Regions from separate parts of the Mus musculus genome. Here regions 2, 3 and 4 are each linked to region 1. Evidence: chromatin contacts called from public ChIA-PET and HiChIP or PLAC-seq data. All regions are on one chromosome and are shown on one strand. The core of a region is the stretch at or near the end of the contact, and the rest is flanking DNA. Distances in the headings are between cores, read along the strand shown.

The links. ChIA-PET counts read pairs in DNA pulled down with a chosen protein or histone mark. HiChIP or PLAC-seq counts read pairs in DNA pulled down with a chosen protein or histone mark.
Region 2: an RNA polymerase II ChIA-PET map of memory CD8 T cells shows a contact between it and region 1, with 91 read pairs. The contact joins the enhancer-like site here to the promoter of 4930594M22Rik in region 1. A contact is called at or near these places in 1 of 39 promoter capture datasets (embryonic stem cells), 1 of 15 datasets of contacts at CTCF or cohesin (large pre-B cells), 5 of 484 Hi-C or Micro-C datasets (CD4 T cells, CD8 T cells and Th17 cells), 4 of 115 datasets of contacts at active chromatin or transcription factors (T-cell acute lymphoblastic leukemia, embryonic stem cells, large pre-B cells and 1 more) and 3 of 9 other capture datasets (adipose tissue, embryonic stem cells and liver).
Region 3: a contact with region 1 is called in an H3K27ac HiChIP or PLAC-seq map of embryonic stem cells, with 8 read pairs. The contact joins the enhancer-like site here to the promoter of 4930594M22Rik in region 1. A contact is called at or near these places in 2 of 39 promoter capture datasets (the 3T3-L1 cell line and cranial neural crest), 1 of 484 Hi-C or Micro-C datasets (bone marrow-derived macrophages), 13 of 115 datasets of contacts at active chromatin or transcription factors (the 230-238 cell line, the SCID.adh cell line, bone marrow-derived macrophages and 8 more) and 1 of 9 other capture datasets (liver).
Region 4: a contact with region 1 is called in an H3K4me3 HiChIP or PLAC-seq map of the 230-238 cell line, with 13 read pairs. The contact joins the enhancer-like site here to the promoter of 4930594M22Rik in region 1. A contact is called at or near these places in 4 of 39 promoter capture datasets (cranial neural crest, embryonic stem cells, hippocampal neurons and 1 more), 1 of 484 Hi-C or Micro-C datasets (bone marrow-derived macrophages), 12 of 115 datasets of contacts at active chromatin or transcription factors (the 230-238 cell line, bone marrow-derived macrophages, embryonic basal ganglia and 5 more) and 3 of 9 other capture datasets (adipose tissue, embryonic stem cells and liver).

What each region holds. Positions count from the first base shown.
Region 1 is chr14:122,911,777-122,914,560 of GRCm38.p6, forward strand. It overlaps 4930594M22Rik (RIKEN cDNA 4930594M22 gene), which reads left to right and starts at 1,254. Exons shown (of 2, transcript NR_155287.1): 1 at 1,254-1,516. It overlaps Ggact (gamma-glutamylamine cyclotransferase), which reads right to left and starts at 1,389. Exons shown (of 3, transcript NM_145466.2): 1 at 1,325-1,389.
Region 2 is chr14:122,062,459-122,065,227 of GRCm38.p6, forward strand. No RefSeq gene overlaps it. Among named protein-coding and RNA genes, the nearest start is that of Timm8a2, 29 kb to the left of the region's middle. Within about 2 kb of position 1,408, at least 71 of the 459 cell types and tissues checked have an H3K27ac peak or open chromatin away from gene starts, as enhancers often do. A contact at or near this core is called in CD8 T cells and memory CD8 T cells, where this site is marked.
Region 3 is chr14:122,254,302-122,257,172 of GRCm38.p6, forward strand. The region is part of intron 1 of Clybl (citrate lyase beta like); the gene reads left to right. Among named protein-coding and RNA genes, the nearest start is that of 1700108J01Rik, 22 kb to the left of the region's middle. Within about 2 kb of position 1,365, at least 28 of the 459 cell types and tissues checked have an H3K27ac peak or open chromatin away from gene starts, as enhancers often do. A contact at or near this core is called in embryonic forebrain, embryonic limb bud, embryonic stem cells and 1 more, where this site is marked.
Region 4 is chr14:122,159,675-122,162,393 of GRCm38.p6, forward strand. No RefSeq gene overlaps it. Among named protein-coding and RNA genes, the nearest start is that of Clybl, 21 kb to the right of the region's middle. Within about 2 kb of position 1,412, at least 13 of the 459 cell types and tissues checked have an H3K27ac peak or open chromatin away from gene starts, as enhancers often do. A contact at or near this core is called in the 230-238 cell line and pro-B cells, where this site is marked.

The DNA.
Region 1 (2,784 bases), core at 4-2,503:
GGACCATGTCCCTCTTCAAACATGACAGCACTAGTCTGTAGGGCAGAGGGTCCTCTCCCCTAACAAGACCCTGGCCAAGGCCAATAAAGAGTCATCCCATGACTCCTTTTCAAGCTTTGACAGACAGAACTGGAGCTCTCAAAAGTTCTTACTAGATAAAGAAGAAACTTTTATTTGTTTTGGTTTTGATATTTTTTTGATGTAAGATCTTGCATATCCCAGGATGGTCTGCTTTAGCGTTCTGAGTGCTGGAATCACAGACATAAGCCACCACACCTGGCTTGATCCTGTACTTAAAAAAAATTAACCTTTGCAGGGTTTTGGTTTTGGTTTTGGTTCTGTACCACACACTGCCATCCACTAATGACCACCACAGACAGACGTCAGTCCAGCTCACCACTTCACACAGAAGGGTGAATTCTACCACTGAGCCACATTCCTAATCCCAACTTGGTCTGCTTATTTTCCAGTGCTGGAGAGCCAATCTTGGGCCTTTTGCATGCTAAGGACATGGTTTGTAAGTTCACTAGTTTAAATAAAAGGTTCAGTACAAAAAAAAAAAAAATCCACCAATTAACTTTGCAAACTAGCTTTTAGAGAAAAATGCCCTCTATTGTTGAAGTCTGGCCTGCTTACTCAGGGACTTCTCAGAGAAGGTTCAGGAAAATGAGGCCAAACTGCAGAGTTCCTCACTTAGCAAGCACTTCAGTTACAGGAAACAGACCAGGAGAAAGACTTCAATTAGAAGAAATCTTTTAACATAAATAAATGAGCTTGGAGTTAAGCTAAGTTAAAATACACGCACACCTCAAATGGGTTTTAAGCGAGGCTGTAACGTTATAACTCGTTGATTAGAGTTAAACAGCAATAATAACCACGGATAGAATCAAAGGGATGGATCGCCAAAGTTCCAGGCGTTTTACTACTGGTTCCAAAGGAAATCCAGATGTGAAACGGACCAACAGAAGTTGGTTTAGGATTCTTTTTCAGGTTTTGGACTCTTCACACATAAGTGACTCCTAAAGTAAAATTAAAAAAACATTTCTTTTGAAAACCGCTAGCCACATTCCCTTAGGATCTTAAGCTACCTGTTGGAGCTGTCTGTCCCGCGAGAGCAAGCATCAGCTCCGCTCCGGTAGCAGTCACAGCACGGGCCGCCCGGGCAGCTTTCCGGGGTGGGGGTGGGGGGTCAAATGCGCGCTCCGCCCAGCGCGTTCCGCCAGGCAGACCCATACGCCGGGACGCTAGCGGACATTCGCTGGCTGGTGACAGAGTCCCTAAGCCGCCCCCAGGCTCCCAGTCCCAGCCCGCCTCGGCGCCTCACCTGCAGCGGTCGGGGGAATCACGAGGAGCGCGCCCGGACCACGGAGCGGAAATGCCCAGCTGGGCGGGTGTCGCAACCAAACCGCCCCGGGCGGCGCTCCTGCTGGTCTCTCGCCGCTCCGCCCGCCCCGGCAGCGCCACGGAGCGCACCTGGCAGCGCGCACGCCACTCCCCATGTGCCGGAACCGCGCAGGTAAGAACCCGAAGCCACATTCCTCCGAAATGCAAGCAAGCAAGCTCCCCACCACCACTCCCACCACCAGACACGGGCTCGACTGCTCCCACCAGGTTCAGCTCTACATCACACATGCTTTGACTCCACGTTAGACCCAAACACGCCTAAGATTCACTACTTCAGAGAGACTCACCCCTTCACATAGACACTGAGGTGATGCTAAACTCAGATCTGAGGAAGGCTCCACAGGACAATTAAGGCATCGCATCTGCTCGTACATATCCCTACGGGATACAGGTAACTGTAGCAATTCTGCCTACTTACCAACTCTTTTTAAAATAAAACTTGTTTAGGAGCTAATGGAAGAACTAGCTTTCCCCTACATCCTACCCTTAGGACATAAGATGTATGAGAACCAAAAGCTGAGGGCAATTTTTTCTCTAGAGATCTTTATCATGGAAGGATGTTCCTATGGCAGAATGCAGGCAGGCGTGATGCTGGAGAGTTCTATATGTCCCTATCGGGATGTGAAAGCAACGTCACAGAGATGGTGAGACTAGAGACCCATTGTCTCCTCATCGAGACCCAAATTAACTATATGACTACTGCTTTTCCTTTCATCATTTCCCATCCCTTTGACTTTGTGTATGTGGAGTACTTGAAATCGTGTTATATTCTTGGTTTTCACGTAGCATCAAATGATGCTGAAGTGGTTGTATTTTAAATAGATGTCCAAGTCTACAAGAACCCTGAACAATCATCACATTTATAAACCACCAATTTTATAGAAAGAGGACCATGAGAAGGAAAATGGGGTCTTAAAGGAGGGCCTGGGAAGGGGAGAAACAGGGAGTAATAGGATTACACATGACATCAAAGATGGGCAGGGATGAGGGAAGGAGGCATGGAGAGAAGAACAAAGCAGTACTACGAAAGTCTCAGAGCCACTCATAATGCGGCAAGCTAATTTACAAAACTAAATCGTTGAAGAAGAAGGTTAAGGGTCTAAGTATGCTTGAAGTTACTCCTTTACCACAATCTCATTTTACAGTGGAGAAATCAATAAAACCAGTAGTGGTCCCATTGTATTTACTGGAAGCAACTGGGGCACAAAGTAAATAAGCAACTAATCCCAGGTTCCAGGTAAATATGGTAAAATCAGATTCATCTGTCTTTGATAGTCACTGAACCTTTAAAAATGACTTATGATATCTTAGTTAGGGTTTCTATCGCTGTGAAGAGACACCATGACCACAGCAACTCTTATAAAGGGAACCATCTAACTG
Region 2 (2,769 bases), core at 158-2,657, 850 kb before region 1:
TCCTAGGCCAGTCAGTGGTACACAGTGAGATCCTGTCTCTAAAAGTCAATCCCCGCCTCCACCAGGGGTGGGGGAAGTGTTAGTGCTGGAGAGAGAGATAGGTCAGCACTTAAGAGCCCTTTGCTGTTCACCCAGGGGTCCTGAGCACCATTCTCCATATTGGTACAGCAGTTCACGACTACCCATGACTCTAGTTCCTGGGATCCGATGCCCTCTCCTGCCCTCTGTTGGCACCAGTCATGCATACGATGCGCCCATGTACACACAGCCAAAAGTCATACACATAAAACAAAAAAGTAAAAAAAAAATTTTTTTTTAATTCTTCAGGCTGGACAGGTGGCTCAGTGAGTAAGTAAGGTTCACTTGCCATCCAAAATTGAAATTCAAATCTCAAACACCTACGTCAAAAGTAAAGCACTGTGGTGTGTGCCTCTTGAGAAGTTGTTGTGATAAAAATTCTGACCCAACCCAACCTGGAGAGGAAAAGGTTTATTTCATCTTGCACTTTATAGTCACTGAGTAGGGCCGGAACCTAGAAGCACGAACTGAAGAAATGCTGCTCTCTGGCTCCCTCCTCATGACGGGCTCAGCCTGCTTTCGTAGACATCTCTGGACTGCCTGCTGAAGGTGGCACTGTCCACTGTGGACTGGGCCTTCCGACATCAATCACTACTCAAGAAAATGCCTAGGGTTGCCTATGGGCCAGTATTGTGGAAGCATTTTCCCACCGAGGTTCTCTTCTTCATATGACCCTAGCTTATGTTACAATGGCCAAGGTGGCTCTGTGTGTGTGTACTTAATAAAATAGTGCAACTTTTAAGCTATGTATCAAACATCTTTCTGGGGTTTTATTTCATCTTATTCTGTTCCTGACATCTGATATTTGTCTTGATGGTTCTCATTCTCCCAACATCCTAGACCCAAACCAAGTTCTACAAGCCTCAGTACAAGATACTCTTCCTATCTAAATGTCTCTGCTTTGCCTTGATCTCTGGAATGCTAGAAGCCTGGGGTTGATCGCACAAAGCACCATGCTACCTGACAATGCTGTCTGGATCCTGCTCAGCAGCGAGGGCATCCTCTCTGATCACAGCAGGACACAGTGACCACAGTGAATGCTTATTGCCTTGAAATAGCTGTTCCCTGGGTACCGTTCAGGATGTCCCGTGTCATAATGAAAGCTATATAGACAAGTCCATGAAGACAGAAGCAAAGATGGAGTAGTCTAGCCATGAGCCATGGAAATCCCAGGCTCACCGGAAGCTGGATGAAACAGGAGCCCTGGAGAGAGCATGGTCCTGACTACACCTAGAGTTTAGAACTTCATCTCCCAGGCGAGCAGGAGCATGAAAATCTCACTTTAAGCCACCCTGTTTGTGGTGTATTGTTATTGGCAGCTGTGAGAACTTCCTCAACACATCCTCTACTGCTTTTCCGCTGGCAAAAACCACAGGTGTTTACATACAGATTGCCATTGCTATAGAGATCTGAACATTTCTCCTTTTTTATGTTTAATGTCTCATAACTTTGAAATTATAATTTACTAATTGTTTAATAAGTTATTAAATCACAAACACGTTTATTCTGCACTCCAGTGCTAGTGTCTCTGTATTTCCATACAGTAATTCATCCACTCTTTGCTTTACTTTAGGCATTTACAAACATTATTCCAAGGAAATGTCCCGCTGGCTTTACCAGAACTCTATCCACACACAGTACAGTTCTCACCTCAAAGGGAATAAGAAGTAGTTAATTCTGAAGGCAAAATGCATGACTAAGGCCTGTGAAGATGGATTCAAGTTGCCCCAAATACTGTTCATACATGGCATGTTCTTATAAGTACAGGAAAAACCCCTAAAGCTCTTCCAAATCCATTGGTGGAGGCATGTTTACCTGTGTTACAGCAAAATGGGGACATGTCTGCTGTGGGTCTCACCATGCTGAAGGGAGCGCTGCATGCTCTGTCACATTCTCAACCTTAGGGACAATGTAGGCTTGTGGTCTGTTCATGCATCCCAAAGGCTACACTGGAAGGTCACAAGAGTGTTATGTCAGACAGATCTGCAATGAGTAGCAACTACAGGGGCCAAAGCTAGCCCAAGATAACTTTGCAACATTTCATCTCCTCACAGTCATGAGGTTCTGACCAAGTCCTTAGTCTGCTTGCAGAAGGTTTAACAGAAGTGTGGCCTTTTGGGAGGGGGACCCTTACAAAACCCCAAGGGGCCCACCCACTTCAGCCTGGGCTTCAGTACCACATCTGATCAGAAGAGGGCACCAGAGGACCTGTGCAAAGACTGGTACTTCAACCTCTTCTACTGCGTTTCACTCAGGCACAGATACAGAAACGTCCTCTCTCAATTCAGGTTACTCTTAGAATGCACTGTGATCAAAATGTGGAATCATCTTCAAGCCTGCTATCCTGTTTACTTGTTGAACTAAATATTTCCTACCATTTTCCCCAGTGATCGCATGAGCATTTGGTACTGAAGTTGTTTTAAACCAAAATATCCTCTAGCTGGAGCTACCTGTAATTTCTAAGTTCTGTAGAACAGTGGGCAGTGTGCAGATACACAAAGAACAGAGCTGGGGCAGTGGTTCCGTGGGTAAAGTGCTTGCTGCCCAAGCCATGTGCAGTGAGTGCCTGGTGCCTGGACCCCAGCACTGGAGGAGGGAAAAGACTGATCCCAGGGCCTCACCTGCCAGTGTAGCTGAAGCAGTGAGCTCCAGGTTCAGTGAGAGACCCCGGGTCAGGAAGTACAGTGGAGA
Region 3 (2,871 bases), core at 115-2,614, 660 kb before region 1:
TGATATGGAGGATATCTGAGATGGGAAACTCCCAAAGGGGTCTCGACCCACAGGTTGAGAACCTCTGCTTAGGAAGTTCTGTCTCGGGTTTCTCCTCATCAGTTGCCAGAGAGGGGTTTAGGGTAAGGGTGTATTTTGTTTTATGTTAAACAAGCAAACAAAAACTTAAAAGAGGGCTGGTGAGATGGCTCAGTGGGTAAGAGCACCCGACTGCTCTTCCGAAGGTCCAGAGTTCAAATCCCAGCAACCACATGGTGGCTCACAACCATCCATAATGAGATCTGATGCCCTCTTCTGGTGTCTGAAGACAGCTACAGTGTACTTACATATAATCAATAAATAAATTATTAAAAAAAAAAACTTAAAAGAAACACACACAGAGACAAACATCTGTACGTATATTAAAATTAAAAAGACATGTGATTGGGGCTAGAGAGATGGCTTAGAAAAAGCACTGGCTGCTTTTCTGAGTTCAATTCCCAGCAACCACAGGGTGGCTCACAACCGCCTCTAACAGGATCTGATGCCCTCTTCTGTCTGGCACGGAGGAGTACATGCAGACAGAGCACTCATATATATAAAATAAATAAGTAGAAGAATCGCCAGGTGATTAAACTTTTTAAACTTATTTTAAAGCTGGGTGATGGTGGCATACACTTTTAATTCTAGCCCTTGGGAGGCAGAGGCAGGAGAATCTCTATGAGTCCGAGGCCAGCCTGGTCTATAGAGTCAGTTCCAGGGCAGCCAGGGCTGTCTCAGAAAACCAAACCGAACCAAAAAGTAATTTCAATTGGTTTGTGTATTATAATCTCAAAAATAAAAAGCAAAATACAACTTTTATTTATGTATGGGTGTTTTGCCTGCACAAAGTTCTATACATCTCTTGCATACCTAGTGCCAGGGAGGACAGAAGTGGGCATCGGGTCCCCTAAAACTGAAGTTAAAGATGGCCATGAGCCGCCACATGTGTTCTGGGAACAGAATCTGGGTCCTCTGTGTGGCTAACCGCTGAACCATCTGGCCTTTGGGAGAAGTTTTAAAAACACAGATAAACATTCCATAGAACCATTTTTTTTTTTTCTCACCCACATAACATTAGTTGAGGATGAACTCCTGCCAATTTGACTCCCCCAGCTAGGATGACAGAGGCGACCTGGGTAAAGGTACAAACAGGAACCAAGCCCTTGTTCCGTAAAAGCTTAGTGGCCTCAGTAACGAGGGGGCTCAGAAGAGTTCTTTTGAACAGTAACCCCTTAACTCGCCAGCCCTAATAGCTCCAAAGGGTCACTCGTAGAGAGCCCAGGGCTACACCTGCCTTGCATAGATTAGGGCCCGGCTGCAGCTGTCGACATTTGCAAGACTAAGGTGTAGCTGAAGAGGCTGTGGTGCTCAGCGGGGCGCCAGCCTCCTCCAGTTCCTGAGACTGGCATCTAGGATTAAGAGGGCCTTTGCAAGCCAGGCGCAGAAATTGCAAGATGAGGCAGGTAACGATTTCCTGAGTTTTATGTGTTAGACCTTTGGAGGAAAGCGGGAACCTTCCACGGGTCTGCCCTGAATTAGCCGCTCTTTTTTATAATCAGCTCTATGGTGGAGCAGCTGCCAGACTGGCCAACACATCCGTGGGCCAAGACAACAAACAAGGGAGCTTGAGAATATATGGGATGGTCCCTGACAAAGACAAAGGGGGAATGACTTTTTGAAACCCGTAGTTAAGTCGGCATCAGTCTGTGGGTCGGACACGCTTCTTCCTGTAATGTGCGTTCACTTCGTGGAGAATAACAATTAGGATAATTCTTGTGTGTTCTCTACAGGAAGTAGTATACTGCTTGTGAATGGCGGTCTGAATGAGGGGACCATTAAAGGGGTTTTAATAGACTTTTCAGCCGAAAGACATAAGGGACTCTAGTTCTCTTGCCTTAATTGAGAAATACGTTTGCCCGTGTGAGGAGGCTTAATCAAGTTTTCATTCCGTACCTGGTCAGGCTGAAAGTGCTCTTGAATCACTTGGATAAAATGTGTGGTAAAGACTCGTTAGGTCTCTGGGAACGCGAATGTGTGTTTCTCATCTCTCCTGCGGGCACTGAGGATCCCATACCTGGTTTACTGTGTTGGGTTGAATGCGTCTGTTCTCATTTCTAATGAACTTTACCACCAGACTGCTTGATCATGACTAAGCCCAGGAACAATGCAAATGGAATTGCCCCCTGATGGGGAGGAATGGGCCCAGATGGCCCTTAAAAGGTGATAATTAGGAAATATAGCATATCTGAGTAGCTAGAAGGAGAGAAGCTTGTTAAAGACAGTCAATCTGTTTGAAGCGATGGTCGCTCCCTTAATTATATGCATTTTCATTTAGAGTTGCTTTAAAGTAAAATTTTCCCAGGAAAAAATGATCAGTTCCTAGAACCTAGGAACTATGCCTTATACTGTTTCGTATGGTTTTTGACTAATTATTTTTCTTCTTCTTTTTTTTTTTTTTTTTTTTTTTTGTGGTCGTTTCCCAGATCCATGTAACAGACTTGCTGTGTGCTTCAAGAAGCTGTTTAGGTTATTTTAACTCTTATGCTGAAGCAGTAGGGGACTGATTAAACGTGAGAAAAATATTGGTATATATTTGTAAACTGAATTTTTAAAATCAAGATAGTCACAGGGTATTACAGTCTGTGATTTCATATACTTTGTAAGCTTGCCTTAAATGTATTGCCTTCTTGGCAGCGGAACACACTGACACTTTTCAAATATGTCATTAAAATAATTTTGCATATGACAAGTTGGACTTGGTGGATTATATTTTTATCTGTATTAGCATATTTGCATTTGCTAATGACACCACTTCCTTGGCTTTTCTTTAGATTCTTCTTCTTCTTCTTC
Region 4 (2,719 bases), core at 162-2,661, 750 kb before region 1:
GAAGGTGAGGCGTAAGGATGATGTGTGTCCCTCTGGGCTGCACAGTGAATTGGAGGCCCCCCTGGATTACAGACTCAACCCTGTCCTTGCACACAGCATGAGTTAGGCTCTCTGGTCTGCACATTAGCATTTGTTACCTCATGATTGCAGTGGGTTTCACAAATAATTCTTGTCCTAGATTAGGAGCTCACTAATAACTTTCTTACATCTGGCAAGTTTGAACCAGTTCATATGGAAAGCTGACAGATGACAGTGGTGTCAGACAGATCTTCATCAAAACACCTTTTATTGATGGCTTCACTTTCACCTGCTTACAAGAAAAGATCAGACACGTACTTTAAACTGAGCTAAGATTACCTCACATTGAAGAGATTTTCCACAACAGTTGGGCCAGGTGCACATTTGAATCCCAGCCTGGGAAAGTGAGGCACAGAACACTGGAGACAGGCTGGTCAGGGTTACTAATGTACAATATGTATATTGAGACCCTGTTTCACAACCAAGCAGCCTGTTGGTTTTGAGGCTCAGAGAAGCTTTAGTGTACTTAAAAGTTCTCAGTACTGCTCTCTTCTTTGCACTGTAACTGGTACCTTTGAATAGGCCAGTTGACCAAACCTGGCCTGATCTGCAAGCTCTCCATTCAGAAGCCAGGTTGATCTTAATTGGTGCAAAGTTTGCTTCAGCTTTGCTACAGTGAACAATCAGGATTCAATACAGTTGACTAGCTGTTTTGGTCTTCCTTTGTTCTTTATAAACCAGCCACATTCCACACACACACTCGAGGAAAGAAATGAAATACATAGGTCTAGTATCCTCTGTCTAGAGTGCTTGGGAACAGAATGTAAGTGTTGTAAAAGTTTGAAGTTCTGAGTTGGGGGTTGTGGGGAGCTTAATGGTGGAGTGCTTGCCCAACATGCACTGAGGCCCTCGTTTAGGTTCCTAGCATACACACACACACACTACACACATACACACATACAATTTGGAGTTTAGGTTTTCAGATTACAAATGTTTAACTCGTAAAAGTATTGCAAGAAAATTTGAAGGAGAAGAGATGGCTCACAACCACCTGTTGTAGATCCTTCCTCTGGCCTCTGCAGACACCTGCACTCATGCGCATAAACAGATAAATATAAACCTTTAAAAAAGTTAGAGGGTTGGTGGTGCTGGAGAGCTGGCTCCATGGTAAAAAGCACTGGCTGCTCTTCCAGAGGACTCAGTTTCAATTCCCAGCAACCACTATCAGTAAACTCCAGTTCCAGGGGATCTAACACCCTCACACAGACATACATGCAGTCAAAACACCAATGTACATAAAATAATTTGGGGGTGGGGAAGAAGGGCAGGCATGGTCAATCATGCTTGACCCAGCCATTGGGGAGTTGAAACAAAAGGATTCCTGTGAGATCAAGACCAGAATATGAGGTTGCATCATATATAGTCCTCTCTACCCTCCCAAACCACTGAGGGATCTTTGTGAAGAGAAGATGGCAAGGAACTAATGAAGGGCAGTGGGGAAAGCTGACTGCAGGGGTGAGCTGAAGATCTCCCTCTAAGGACCTGGTGACCGTGCTAGTGAACCCACATTACTTGTAGACCCTTTCTGGGTGGTGGGAGCCCCTGAGTTATCCTGTCTAAAAGCTTTTGTGAAGAGAACCACACATTTGTAAGGACCTGGGGACAGCTGAGTGAGGGGTGTTCCTGCTGGTATGCTTGCCGCATTCCTTTTTTTCTCCCTAGGTCTTCTCTAATGTAGCCATTTTGTGTGGCTGTCTGAGCACTGTTGTGAATCTTTGCAGTCCATCTTCATGCCCAGCATTGCGTGAAGTTTGCCAAATCTTTCAGGCTGTCTGCTGTCTCTCAGAGACTCTTCCTTGTCCCTCATTGTTTTCTTTGTCTTCAATGCTTTTCCTTGCTGTTTTGAAATATGCCTACTGTATTAGGGCTAGAGCTACAGAACTTATGGAATGTCTCTGTATTTTTTTTATTTATTTACTTTTTTTATATTTTTGGTTTTTCAAGACAGGGTTTCTCTGTATCCCTGACTGTCCTGGAACTCACTTTGTAGACCAGGCTGGCCTCGAACTCAGAAATCCGCCTGCCTCTGCCTCTCAAGTGCTGGATTAAAGGCGTGTGCCACCACGCCCGGCGGACTTTCTCTGTATTAAGGGAGCTTGTTATGATGACTTACAGTCTGTAGTCCAACCACCCCAACAATGGTCAGCTGTGAACGGGAAGTCCAAGGATCTAGTAGTTGGTCAGTTCCATGAGGCTAGTTGTTTCAGCTGGTCTTCCGTAGAAGTGGATTCTAATAGATGTCCTGGCAAGTAAATGCAAGCAAAGAGCAAACCTTCCTTCTTCCAACGTCCTTATGGAGGTCTCAAGCAGAAGGTGTAGCCCAGATTAAAGGTGTGTACCATCATGCCTGGATCTGGGACTTGTTTTGTCCTAGGCTGACAAACAAGATATCTCCTTGCCTCAGTCTCCTGGGACTAAAGGCGTGTACTACCTTCCCTGGGCTTAAGCTTTTCATGGTCATGATGCCTCAAGATCTTCATGCCAAGATCCAGGTCAGAAACGTGTCTTCCGGTCTCAAGATCTGGATCACAGGTGAGCCCTCTAGTTCTGGATTGTCGTTCATTCCAGATATAGTCAAGTTGACAACCAGGAATAGCCAGTAACGCCTACTTTTCTGCTTGTCTTGAAAAACAGCACAAAA